2 separate regions of the Gossypium arboreum genome follow, and region 2 is linked to region 1. Evidence: chromatin contacts called from public Hi-C data. All regions are on one chromosome and are shown on one strand. The core of a region is the stretch at or near the end of the contact, and the rest is flanking DNA. Distances in the headings are between cores, read along the strand shown. Region 1 holds the start of LOC108479496 (protein HLB1). Region 2 holds the start of LOC108472944 (beta-carotene isomerase D27, chloroplastic).

The links. Hi-C and Micro-C count contacts between places; a contact is called where the count stands out from the background.
Region 2: a Hi-C map of leaf shows a contact between it and region 1, with 4 times the contacts expected there. The contact joins the promoter of LOC108472944 here to the promoter of LOC108479496 in region 1. A contact is called at or near these places in 2 of 5 Hi-C or Micro-C datasets (both in leaf).

The regions. Positions count from the first base shown.
Region 1 is chr1:30,618,253-30,624,472 of ASM2569848v2, forward strand. It overlaps LOC108479496 (protein HLB1), which reads right to left and starts at 3,481. Exons shown (of 14, transcript XM_017782140.2): 1 at 2,973-3,481; 2 at 2,236-2,358; 3 at 2,049-2,118; 4 at 1,760-1,873; 5 at 1,404-1,487; 6 at 1,007-1,057; 7 at 867-896; 8 at 667-729; 9 at 459-524; 10 at 192-317. The coding sequence starts at 3,328.
Region 2 is chr1:31,004,163-31,010,382 of ASM2569848v2, forward strand. LOC108472944 (beta-carotene isomerase D27, chloroplastic) reads left to right here and starts at 4,025. Exons shown (of 6, transcript XM_017774510.2): 1 at 4,025-4,652; 2 at 4,748-4,840; 3 at 5,524-5,585; 4 at 5,671-5,777; 5 at 5,868-5,963; 6 at 6,074-6,220. The coding sequence starts at 4,272. The coding sequence ends at 6,123.

The sequences.
Region 1 (6,220 bases), core at 2,231-4,730:
CTAAAACTTTAAATTTCAGAGAAAATGAAGAAATATAACGTTAGCTTTCTGGCAAAATTTATGTTTGCAGAAAGTCAAAATTTATGCTGCAAATTTTTCATCAACCTATAATTATGCCACCTACATAACCAGAAATTGACTCTATCTATTTAGTAAAACTCTCTAGTCCCAAATAAATATAGATTTCTTACAGAGTAATTTGGTTTCAATGCATGTGCAGCTGCAATGTATATAGCAGACTGGCTATACAGCTCATTGGAGGACATTTCTTTAGGATTTGTAGTACCGGTTTGTACTGAATCCTCAGCTAGTGCATACTGCAATTAAAATACAGATATTTCAAGTTTTGATATGCTTCACTTAGAAATGTTTACATAATGAAGCCATTAACTAATCTCATTTATATCAAAAAGAAATAATCATAAGTGAAGTTTCCAGTCTAAGAACTAGGTACTTACCAAGACAGTTCCAAGGTTGTATATTGCTCGATGGAAATCAAATTGCAATCGTATTGCTGCACGAAACTGCATTAGAAGTAAAGGATATTATAAGAATAGAAAAGAAAACTATAAGCTATTCTTTTAGGACATATCAGATGTCAGATTACTTTGCTGCCTGTTCCTATAGTCATCCAAGCACTCTGATTTCCCCAAATGACTTTTGTACCTTACTAATTGCAGTCTTCACAATTTTTTGCTTCTCTCGTGCAGAAACAATTGCACTGAGTTCCTAAAGAATATGTGATAAGACAAGAAAGTAGGTAAAGCATTCTCAGAGTCCATACAAATAGAATCAAATCTTAATTTGAAAGATATGGAAATAAATAAAGCTGATTAATCAACATTCATCACTAAATCATAATTTACCTGAAGTGCAAGTCCCCAATTGTTTAGCGCCTGAAAAAGATTTTAGCATCATTATAATCACTGGCAGAATAAAAAAAAAAATGGAGTCACTCTAGATAGCAGAATTACAAGACTAAAGTAAATAACTACTTCAAATATACCTGAGGGCTATTCCAGTTGAGTTGGACAGCTTTTTCATAGTTTTTTGTAGCCTACAAAGCCATAACAATAAGATTAGGCTCCATCAAACTCAAGGTAAAGGTTTTTATTTATTAAGGATCTCTATACAGCACCACCACAAAGACAACGTGTTTCCGTACTAATTCTAGAATATATATCAAGGTTCCACAGTCAAAACCAACTCCAATGGTTCTGGCCTTACTGAAACAGATTATATAAAAGTAAGCGGTTAACATGAAACAGAAACAGGAAATGAGATCTTATCCATCCAAGGAAAAGGTGTTCCATGACAAGACACCAAGAGTTTCCAATAAAGGACTAGTGTTATTCATACAAATGTCTAGCGTGACTGAAATACCAAAATTATATAGTCAGAACCTGCTCCCATAGTTCTTCAGCCTCCTTAGTCCGACCACGCATTTTCGCTCGATCAGATATTGCTATTGCCCAGTTGTAGAAAGCCTGTCAATTAATGACTTAGCATCAGAGTCATGTGAATGAAAATCAGAAAAACATATACAAATTATACAGACTCATTTCTCCTTTTGTGAGTACGTGTATATATAGAAGCGCTTATGCAGCTCTAAACTCATTTCTTTTGTGTATTCAGCTTCTTATGTGACTTATGCATTTTGAGCAGTCATCATGCCTTTGGCAGTTGAAAGTGAACAAAAAAAATCACAAATCCATAGGAATGCAACAAGATCATCTGGGACATGGAGAAGCATACATACATCATGAAGTGTCGGGCAAAGAAGAGTTGCGTCGTTATACTTTTTACAAGCCTCCTCTAGCAAGTCATCTTTAGAAGGTGAAGTAGAATCTGGACTAACATTATCAGCACTTTCCTGTAAGCCAAATAAGAACAGTGTGGACATGATATGAGCAATTTGCAACATTAAACATTATGATAAGCTTGACCCTGTTATGAAGGCTGTCCTAGCCAAATAATGATTGAATCTTATTGATATATAATTCTGAATGATGCTAACATAATAATCAAAATGAACCATTATGTCAAACCTGAAGAACCAATGCCCAGTTGTAAAGTGCATCATAATCTTCTGGGTTTTTCTCTAAAGCAGCAGCATACCTGCAAAGCCAAACTGAAAATCACTACTATGGAATATCAGGACTCTGGAACAGAAACATATCATGCTCAATATCAAAGTAAATTGTGATAAGTGTAAGAAAATAAGACTGACAGTACCTCTTGGCAGCATACACAAGAACCCGTTGGCGAGACTGGCCCTCCTCATCAGCACCAGTGACACTACTGACCAACTCCATTGCAGCACTGTTTTGGTTGGATTGTCTCTGCGTGCTTTCTCGACTGGAACATACAAATCACAGAAAAGAAAACAATATCTTTTACAAGCGGAAGAAGAACCAGAAATACAAGCAGGAACAATATATAGCATACTTAAGCTTTACATGAATGTGGCACATGAAAAAGAAGGTAAACTTAATTCCAGAAGTGAAAGATCCTGATACTAGGGGTTCATTCATTAAGTTAGACATAAAGTAAGACTACAATGAACGCCAAACACGAAATCCAAAACCAATTGAAGGACTGAAATAAACATATATTTCTTGCATCTGAAGTTTAAAGATAATGAATCCAGGACAGTGGAAGACCGTCACTGGAGAACAGTTGCTCATCCATGCTACTAACGAAAATTAACTTGTAGTTTAATAGCAAGAGTACACCTCAATTGCATTTGGTAAAATTCTCCAAATTGTCTATTCAGGATATAATCGAGAAACAGCCTAACTTTACAATTAATCGTTTCACATATGTAATTAAGGAGATGAATCAACAGAGAATTCCACAGATCCAAAAATTTCTACATTTATAATCTCACTAAATCCAATTATAAAATAAAAGAGCGTCGTTGCTTGTTCAATCGAAAATCCAGAACGAAAAAAAATAAACAAAAAATGTACCTGTAAGGAGAGCCTGCTTCCTCTTCGTCGCTTTTAAATTCAGTTAGCAACTCTCTCATCGTGAAAGTCCGATTCCCTTCATCTTTTCGCAGCTGCGGCCGAGCATTTTGGTCAGTGGATGACGGCTTGGCCGCGTCATTGGATTGGATCGAGCTCTCTTTGTCCTCCTCCTTCGTGTTCGGATCCGCACCGGTTACAACAGGTTCCACCTTCAGTGCGTCCTCCGGTTTGTTTTCCGGTCCTGGCTCCGTTTTCGATTCGGGTTGAGATTCCGCTTTTGATTCTGGTTCCGGTTCCGGTTCTGCTTGTGGTTGGTGTCCATTGTGAAGTTCGGATTCCTCAGTCGTTTCGGGCATTGCTATGGAGAAAGTATTTCCGTACAACGCCAAACACAGAAACCAAGAAGATCAAAAGAGAGTGAGTGAAGAACAAAACAAACAAAATATGCAGCGCGGTGGTGTGAAGGTCGAGAAAACGGTTTAAAGAAAAGTCCCACGTTAAAAAATAGGTGAAATTCATTATTAGTTCCTATACTATGTGTTTGTTATAAATTCAGTCCTTGTATTTTAATTTGGTATTATTAATCCATGGAATTTTTCAACTTTAAAATTTCAGTAGTGATTCAAACGTAGTTGCTAAATCTATCTCTTTCCAAAATCTTATAAAGTAAATATTTTATTGATTGTATCGTATAAATTAGATTTTGGTCATAAGCTTTAATTTATTATGAAATGATTACTAACTTTATTTATGTGTAACATTTTGCGGTTAAGTCTTTACCTTCTATAGCTGAAATTAGAAAATATTATTAGGATTGAAATTAAATTGTAATTTTTACGATAGTAAAATAAAATTTCACTATTTTAATAGCCTATATCTTTATAAATTTTAAAAGATTAAACTAAATTTTTATATTTTTAAGGGGTCAAAATATAATTTTATCTTTACGAGCCTAAATAAAAAATTTTCATTTTGGGAGCGGCCCCTAGTTTCACCTCTGCTTAAAACAAAGGGCTACAGACCCTTCTCTCTCTCTTTTTCATTCATTTCTCTTTTCTTCTATACAAAAATAAAACGTTTCTTTTATGAACTCTAAGGGTACGTTTGGTTTACTATAATGGAATAGGACTGTAATTGAATAAAGCTGTAATTGAATAGAGCTGTAATGAAATAGAGCTGTAATCAGTAATTCAACTGTTTGGTTGAATGGAATGGAATAGAGCTATAATAATATTTTTGTATTTGGTTGAATGGAATAGATATTGTAATAGTATAAGAAAAATTACTTAAATGACCAAAATACCCTTAATGTAATTTTTTGGATAGATAATTATTGTTATTGTTATTAAATCTTAATAAAATTATTGTTAAATATATTTTAATAAAAATAAAAATCAATAATTTAATCATATTTTAATATAATTATTATTAAATACAATTTAATAAAATATTATATAATTTAATAAAATTCTTAATATAATCATTATTATATGAATTAAAAATCATAATATATAATATTATAAAATAATATATAACCTACTTTATTATTTTTAAACTGCAATACATATTTAATGTGCTAAAATATCATTAGTGAAACAAATAATTTAATTATTCTACAATAAAAAAACAAAGTATTAGAAGTAATAAATAGCTTGTGATTAAAAAATTTAGACATTGAAATAGAATTAATGATATAATTTAAATGTTAATTTATGAGTTAAGTAATAATTTTAATCAATAATTTGTTACATATAACAAACATTATAATGTTACATTTCACATTCTCATTTCATTTAAATTGTGAGAGAAGGAAAGAGCATCACCATTGTCAATGGAGATTCCCATTATTTTTGTAGTTCCTAAAGGTCACTTTCTCAATACAGGAAAATTCTTAGGACATGTATCATGTGAAAAATAAAATAAAATAAAGAGCATACAGATTTTACATGGAAACCCTTTCGGGAAAACATCACGGGTAGAGGAGAAGAAAATTCACTTTGTCGAATTCGAATAATTACAAGAGGAATAGACTATGTCTATTTATAGGCTTGTAAAGCCATATTCTAGTAAAACTGAAACACCTTATTCTAATCAATATCAAATAGATGGAATTTAATAAGGTTTAAAAAACCTTATTCTAAAATAAAATAAAATAAGTGTAATTCTATATAGATTCTTCTTTTATTTTATTTTACCACTGTATTTTATTTAAATAAGGATTCGGGTCACTTAATTCTAACAATCTCCACCTTAACACAAATTCTCAATGAACAAGTTCTTCATTGCGAACTCTCAACGAACAAGTTCTCCACTTCTTCCATAAAACCCTTTAAGGGTTTAACTTCAACAATGAACACCAATCAAGTCTAAGCAATGCTCAAACTTAGTTATAGAAAGTGACTTAGTCATCATATTTGCAGGATTTTCATGAGTACTAATTTTGCTCACAACAATATCACCACGAGCAATAATATCACGAACAAAATGATACCAAACATCAATATGTTTTGTTCTCTCATGAAACATTTGATTTTTTGTAAGAAAGATGACACTCTGACTGTCACAAAATACTGTGCTGATTTGAAGGTCTTCATTGAGTTCATTAAAGAGCCCGTTCAACCAAATAGCTTCTTTACAAGCCTCAGTAATCGCCATGCACTCAGCTTTAGTGGCTTTCCAATTGATTGCACAACCTCCGATTATAAAGACATAACCTGTGAGATAACTTCTTCTATCAAGGTCTCCAACAAAATCAGCATCAACATACCCAATGACTCCATCTCTAGTTCTTCCAAACTGTAAGCAAACATCAGTAGTACCTCATAAGTATCTTAAAATCCACTGAACTGCTTTCCAATGTTCTTTACTGGGATTCGCCATATATCTGCTAACTACACTAACTGCATATGATAAATCTAGACGTGAACAAACCATAGTATACATGAGAGATCCCACTGCACTAGAGTATGGAACATGTGACATGTACTCAATCTCATCATCTGATTGTGGAGACAAAGCTGATGAAAGTATGAAATGGGTTGCTAAAGGAGCACTAACAGGCTTAGCACTCTGCATATTGAACCTACAAAGAACTTTCTCAATGTACCCCTTCTGACTTAGGTACAATTTAATTGCTTTTCTATCTCTGAGAATCTTCATACCAAGTATTGTAATATCCTGATTTTGGGCCTAGTCAAAATAGTGGTTTCGTGACCACAAAATCCGAGATAGAAATAATTATTTTATGA
Region 2 (6,220 bases), core at 2,775-5,274, 390 kb after region 1:
TATAGTAGCATATAAACAAAAAAATTTATAGTAGTACATATAAATATAGATTTAATTTTTATGTGCTATAAAATACATAATATATAAAAAAAACATAATATAATATATTACAACTTAGAAAGTAGGTTGGGCCGAGCTAGATCCAAGCCTTGAATGTTCAAGTTCGACCTCAATCATATTTTAAGCGAACATTTTTTGTTTTCCCAAGCCCATTGGTCGGGCCATAGATCATATACTACCGCGTGACCTTAGACGATTTCTTAGGTTCAAACCCGCCTAAGTTAGTCTTACTCTCAAAAAGTGAGAACTCTCACAAAAATTGTCTAACGCATCAAAACAAAGTGAAAGTAAACTTGAAATGAAAGAAGCCACAAACAAATAGAGACGCCACAAGAAAATAGCACACACCAAGTATTTTAGTAAACGCTCTCAAAAGTATTCTATTACTTTGAAGGTTTACAAATGAAGGGAAATGCCTCTATTTATAGTTGAGCTGTAACACCCCAAACCCGGCCGAGACGTTAAGGTTGAATTTGGTAGTGTCATATAGAACGGGATTTGAAGTCGATTTTATCAAGTTAAAACCGTTTCCATTTATTAGCTTCTATTTATCTTTCGTCAATTTCAAAATTATTTTCTCATTAATTTTATTCATTTAAAAACATGTTCTGTAGCGGAAGCTTTTAAAACCGTGATATTTTAAAGAAAACCATTCGCGTTTAGAAAAAAACGTTGTTTTAAATTAAACTAAGTTTTCGTTGAGTTTTGTAGTTCAAAAATTCCATGAAAACCGTTAAATCCAAATAAAAGAAAATAGTCTAAAAGTCCCAAATTACATCAAAATAGGAAATAAAAACCATAAATGAAATTAAAGTAGTTCAATAGACATGTGGTCACCATTGAGTCCTCCGCAGCATCGATCCATCTAAGTCTGGGGATTACCTGTACAGATAAAACAGAAAGGGGTGAGTTTACGTAAACTTAGTGTGTAATCCCCACAAAAGACATGTATACAGTCAAACAACAGTTATCAGTCAAATGTAGTTTGGGGCCTAAGCCCATTACCGATTCAGATACAGTTTAGGCCTTAGCCCATTCAGATACAGTTTCAAGTATAAATTAGGGCTTTAGCCCACCTCAGATACAGTATGCATACAGTAACATAAATTAGTATCCTACCCACCAACCTCTACACACCATTTTCAACCATCCCTACACACTATGTGGGGTTTAAAACACTCACTCAGCCCTACACACCAAGTCGTACCGAATGCAGCACATATCAGTAATATTGCAGCTGAGTTGCCAGATAATATGCATAAAAGCTTTTCAGTACACTTTCTCCAATAATTAATCATCCCACCCCAATGCAGATGCAACTAAACATGCTCAATGCAGACATACAAAAATACATGCTTACATGCTAGAATTCAATTATCAATCATACATATAGATCAGTAAACATGCATAAATTTTAACATGCTCAATACATACATTATATATTCAGGTCATACGATTTAAGGTTTAAGTAGCGCTTACCGACCTTACAGTAGGTTAACAGTCAACTTGGGCGACCCATGCAACCCTAGGAAACATTTTAGCTAAATGGACCTACACGCCCATGTGGTTTGCCCGTGTGGGCCCACACGCCCATGTGGCCCATACACCCAGATTGGCCTTGGCCCGTGTAGATCACACGGTCTGGCCTAAATTCCCACACGCCTGTGTGGATTACCCATGTGGACCCACACGCCTGTGTGGCCCACACAGCCCAATTTAGTCAAGCCCGTATGTTGCACACGGCCTACCTGGCCTTCGTCGACCACACAACCGTGTCATTTATACATGGCCTACCACACGAGCAACCACACGCCCATGTGGCGTCAACATTTTGCAATTTTAGCTTTTGCCTAATCCCGTTTTCTAAGTTTTTGAGTACACACCTGGTATCGTTTTGCTGCAAAAACACTCCCGAGCACTCCAAGACCTAAAAATTGCCAATACCAAAGTTCAAATTTAGCAATTTTAACGAAATCAAGCAAGAATACTTCACTATTACAGCTTTACAATATTACTAAACGCACTCGAACACTTCCTGCTACAAAGCCGAAACCTCAAACACTTAAATCGCTGTTGAATCCTCAGCCAAAATTTGTCCTTCTCCTAAACCGAAAGCAACATAAACAACCCCTCATCAAACACTTAACCAAAAACCTCGAGATTAAACAGAATAGGACTTACCGAATGAACACTACCAAGATTTGCAGACAAGAGTTGAATTGAAAAGCCGAAAAGGTAAGGAAAAGAAGAAAATCTTGACAGGGGATATGAGGAAACTGAAACGTCAAAAGGGAAAGAGGAATTTTGGAAAAATCAAATAAATTATTTTGATAATACCAAAATAACTCCCACGTCCCTCAAACTACTCAGAGTTCAAATTCCATCAAACCCTCTCTCTCTCACTGAATCGAGCAAAAATAAATATCCTTTCTCGCGCACAGATTCAAACAAAGGACCTTCATACCACTTGAACTAACAAGCTTATTCTGATGTGAAATTACGAGTAATTAAATATAAACCCGCTGAACAAGTGTAAGGTTTAAGTCAAAAAAATACTAAAATTTGCCAAAGCTACATTTGGAACTTGGGACCCCTCACACACTTTTAAAACACTTAACCACTGAAACAGATACTCAATTGTGTTAAATACTTACAGAAGCAGAATTATAAATTCTGGGGCGTTACATGAGCTCTCTCAAATCTAATGATACAAATTGAGTTACATCGACGGTTAAGATTTGTGTCTATCTACAAAATGAGAATTCTAAGAGATTTAAACTCTATACATATTTATCCCTTATTATTTACATTAATTACCTTGATAACTCTAGTTTTACATTAATTCTGAGATTTTTCCATATGTTTCACAAATCAGACCAATTCAAGCGAATCAAATGAGCCACATTTTATAAGTTGACATTTAAAAGTCGTTCTATGCACAATAATCATGAGATTTAATCCGCGACCTGTGACATATATATAATATTATATATAATGTATAGTAACATTTTAGAACAAAGAAGAAAAATACCATTAAGTGAATTAGTTATAATTTTGATAAGTGACAACTCTTATTATTTAATACCTTGTTAATTGCAATTTTATGATATCAATTAAGACTCACTATTAATTATTTTACAAAGTGATTTTATAAATGTATACATTTATAATATTCGAGAGTTAAAAAGAATTTTTTTACAGAGTCAATATCCGGTTTAATAATATCGCTTATATTGGACTAAAATCTATTTTCGCCGTAAATATATACACTCATATTATTAAACATTTTAAAATAAATAGATAAATAATATTGCTTATAAATGTATACATTTATATTATTAAATATTTTCTAAAATGCTTTCTACAAAATCAATTTATATGGTAAGAGTTAAAATTTCTTAATGTCATTAATTATTTTACAAAGTTAATTTTAAAAAATTTTCTATATATATTAATTTTAATAATTTTAATTTTAAATAAAAATTTTAATTATTTTTCCATAAACTTTTTTTTCTAAAATCAATTTAAAAAGTATTTTATTTTACATCATCACTCTTAATAAACATTTTTATTCCTTTTTTAAAATTAGATTAAAAATATCTTCTATAAATTTTCTTCTCAAAAACATAATTTTAAAATAGTTTTATAAAATAATAATACATTAAATGTTATTTTAATAATTAAAAAATATTTTTAAAATTACTATTCAAAATTTTTTTTCCAAAAACTTATATTAATGGTTACTTTTGTTCAAATAATATAAATGTAGCTGGCTTGCTTGGCTTCACAAATTCCAGACACCGTGTTAACAGCAAGGCCAATGCGTGGCATCTCTTTAAGCCTCAGAAACATATCCGACCACTTCTCTATTCCTTCGTCCAAATGGGACCATCCTCTTTTTTTGTTTGGAAATTTCACTCTTAACCTTGCAAATGCATTTATTTAATTGTAACCAACATATTAAAATTATTTAGTATATGAACACCAAGGACAACAAAGGAAATAATTATTAATCTTCTCTCAGTGATGATACGTATGGCCATCGATTATTCAATGGCGGCCATGCAACCTCAGCCAACCACATAATCTTTACCTTTTTTTCTTAGTTGTTAATGAAACAGATTTGATAACTTCCAAGCAGGCAGGCAGGCTGAGCTTTTGAGTGTGCTTTCTCGAGAGAAAAAAAAAACAGCAGTTAAAAGCAAAAAACCATGGTGGCTTTAGGCCTCCAAGCCACACATTTGATTGCCCCTCAAAAGTTACCAATACGTAAACAAAGAACCTTTAGCAACATTATCATCCGGTGTAGTATTGCAGAGCCGTCGGGAGAACCAGCATCATTGGGACAAAAAACTAAATACAACGATGGGTTGTTTGCCAAGGCATTTATGGGTCTTTTCGCCCGCAAGATGGAGAAGTTCGCGGCTTCACCAAAAGCTGGAACAGAACCAAAGAAAGGGGTTTTCGACTATGACTATGAGAGCTTTGTTGAGGTGTCAAAGAGAGTAATGCAAGGGAGGTCTCGGTTGCAGCAGCAACAAGTGGTCCGACAAGTGCTCTTGTCCATGCTCCCACCGGGCGCACCAGCTCAGGTGAACAACTTATTATAGTTTTAAAAATTGGAACTGTTCGGTTAGTTGTGTTTTAAAATAATTATCATGTAACCTTGTTGTTGCTATGGATGCAGTTTAGGAAATTGTTTCCACCAACAAAGTGGGCTGCAGAGTTCAATGCTGCACTCACTGTTCCTTTCTTCTACTGGTTAGTTGGTCCATCTGAGGTAAATTTTGTTTACTCTTTGCTGTTTTGCACTTTCTTCTGTCATCTAATTGTAACCAATGTTAGTTAGATTACATTTTATTTTTTTACTCAAAAAAGATAAATTAATCTTTATATATTAGATAATAAAATAAACTGGTCATTTCTCTTAAAAATTTCATCAATTTATACCATTAAAAATTAGTATGATTGATGAAAAATCAGACAATAAAGCATAACATACCACATATACCTCATATTAACATGCAGTGATCAGTTTTTAAACAATAGAAATTGATGAAATTTTTAACAGGACTAATTTACTCATTCTTTTTAGTATAAGAGACAAAATGCAATTCAACCCTTGATACAACAGACTTTATGATATTTTTACTGAATACAATTTTTATATGATTCTTTTACCAAAAATTAAAACTTTCTATATAAATACCAAATAAACACAATTTAAAGTTTGTGAATGGTTAATTCTACTCAATAATGTTATAATAAATGCGATTTTTGTAACAGAGGTGGTAACATTTTATTGGATTCCCTGCTCTTCAATGTAAGATAAAGCTTATACCCCTTTGATCAAAATCCTAAATGGTCATTATTCCAAGCAACATAAGCTTGCGTTTTCAACATCTAAAACTCATACTTTCACCATTTTTGCATCTCTAATTCTAACTGATAAATGTTTATTAGGTTGTGGAAGTGGAGATAAATGGAGTGAAGCAAAAAAGTGGGGTTCATATTAAGAAATGCAGGTACAGAACTTGATTCATTCATTCATATATGACTTCATGAATGCTCTTAAATCTACTTAATTCTGCAATATTTTTTTCTCTAAAGGTACCTAGAGAACAGTGGGTGTGTTGGTATGTGTGTGAATATGTGCAAAATTCCAACCCAAGATTTCTTTACCAATGAGTTCGGCCTTCCATTAACCATGATCCCAAGTATGTTCTTTCAAAATTTTGGTCTTTGCCCTATTGAATTTTCAGCTTCATGTCGGTAATGGTTTAAAAGGTTAAATGATTGGTCCTCAGATTTTGAAGACATGAGTTGTGAAATGGTGTATGGACAAGTTCCACCATCTTTCGAGGAGGACGAAGCATCCAAGCAGCCTTGTTTTGCAGAAATATGTAAGTTAATTCCAGTTTCATTGTAACAAAAAAAAAAAAAAAAAGGGCTAGGTTCTCTTATGAAGGAGCCATTAATATTATTTTTTCTTACCATTAAACACCATGCGCAGGTTCCATGGCAAACCCCAAGTCTAGCGTCTGCCACAAATTACAAGCTTGAGATCATACTTCCCTGCCTTAATTAGTTCTCTTGCAGGGAAAAGAAGTCGAGGGAAGACTACCTCATACATACATAAATACATGTATATATAGTTCAA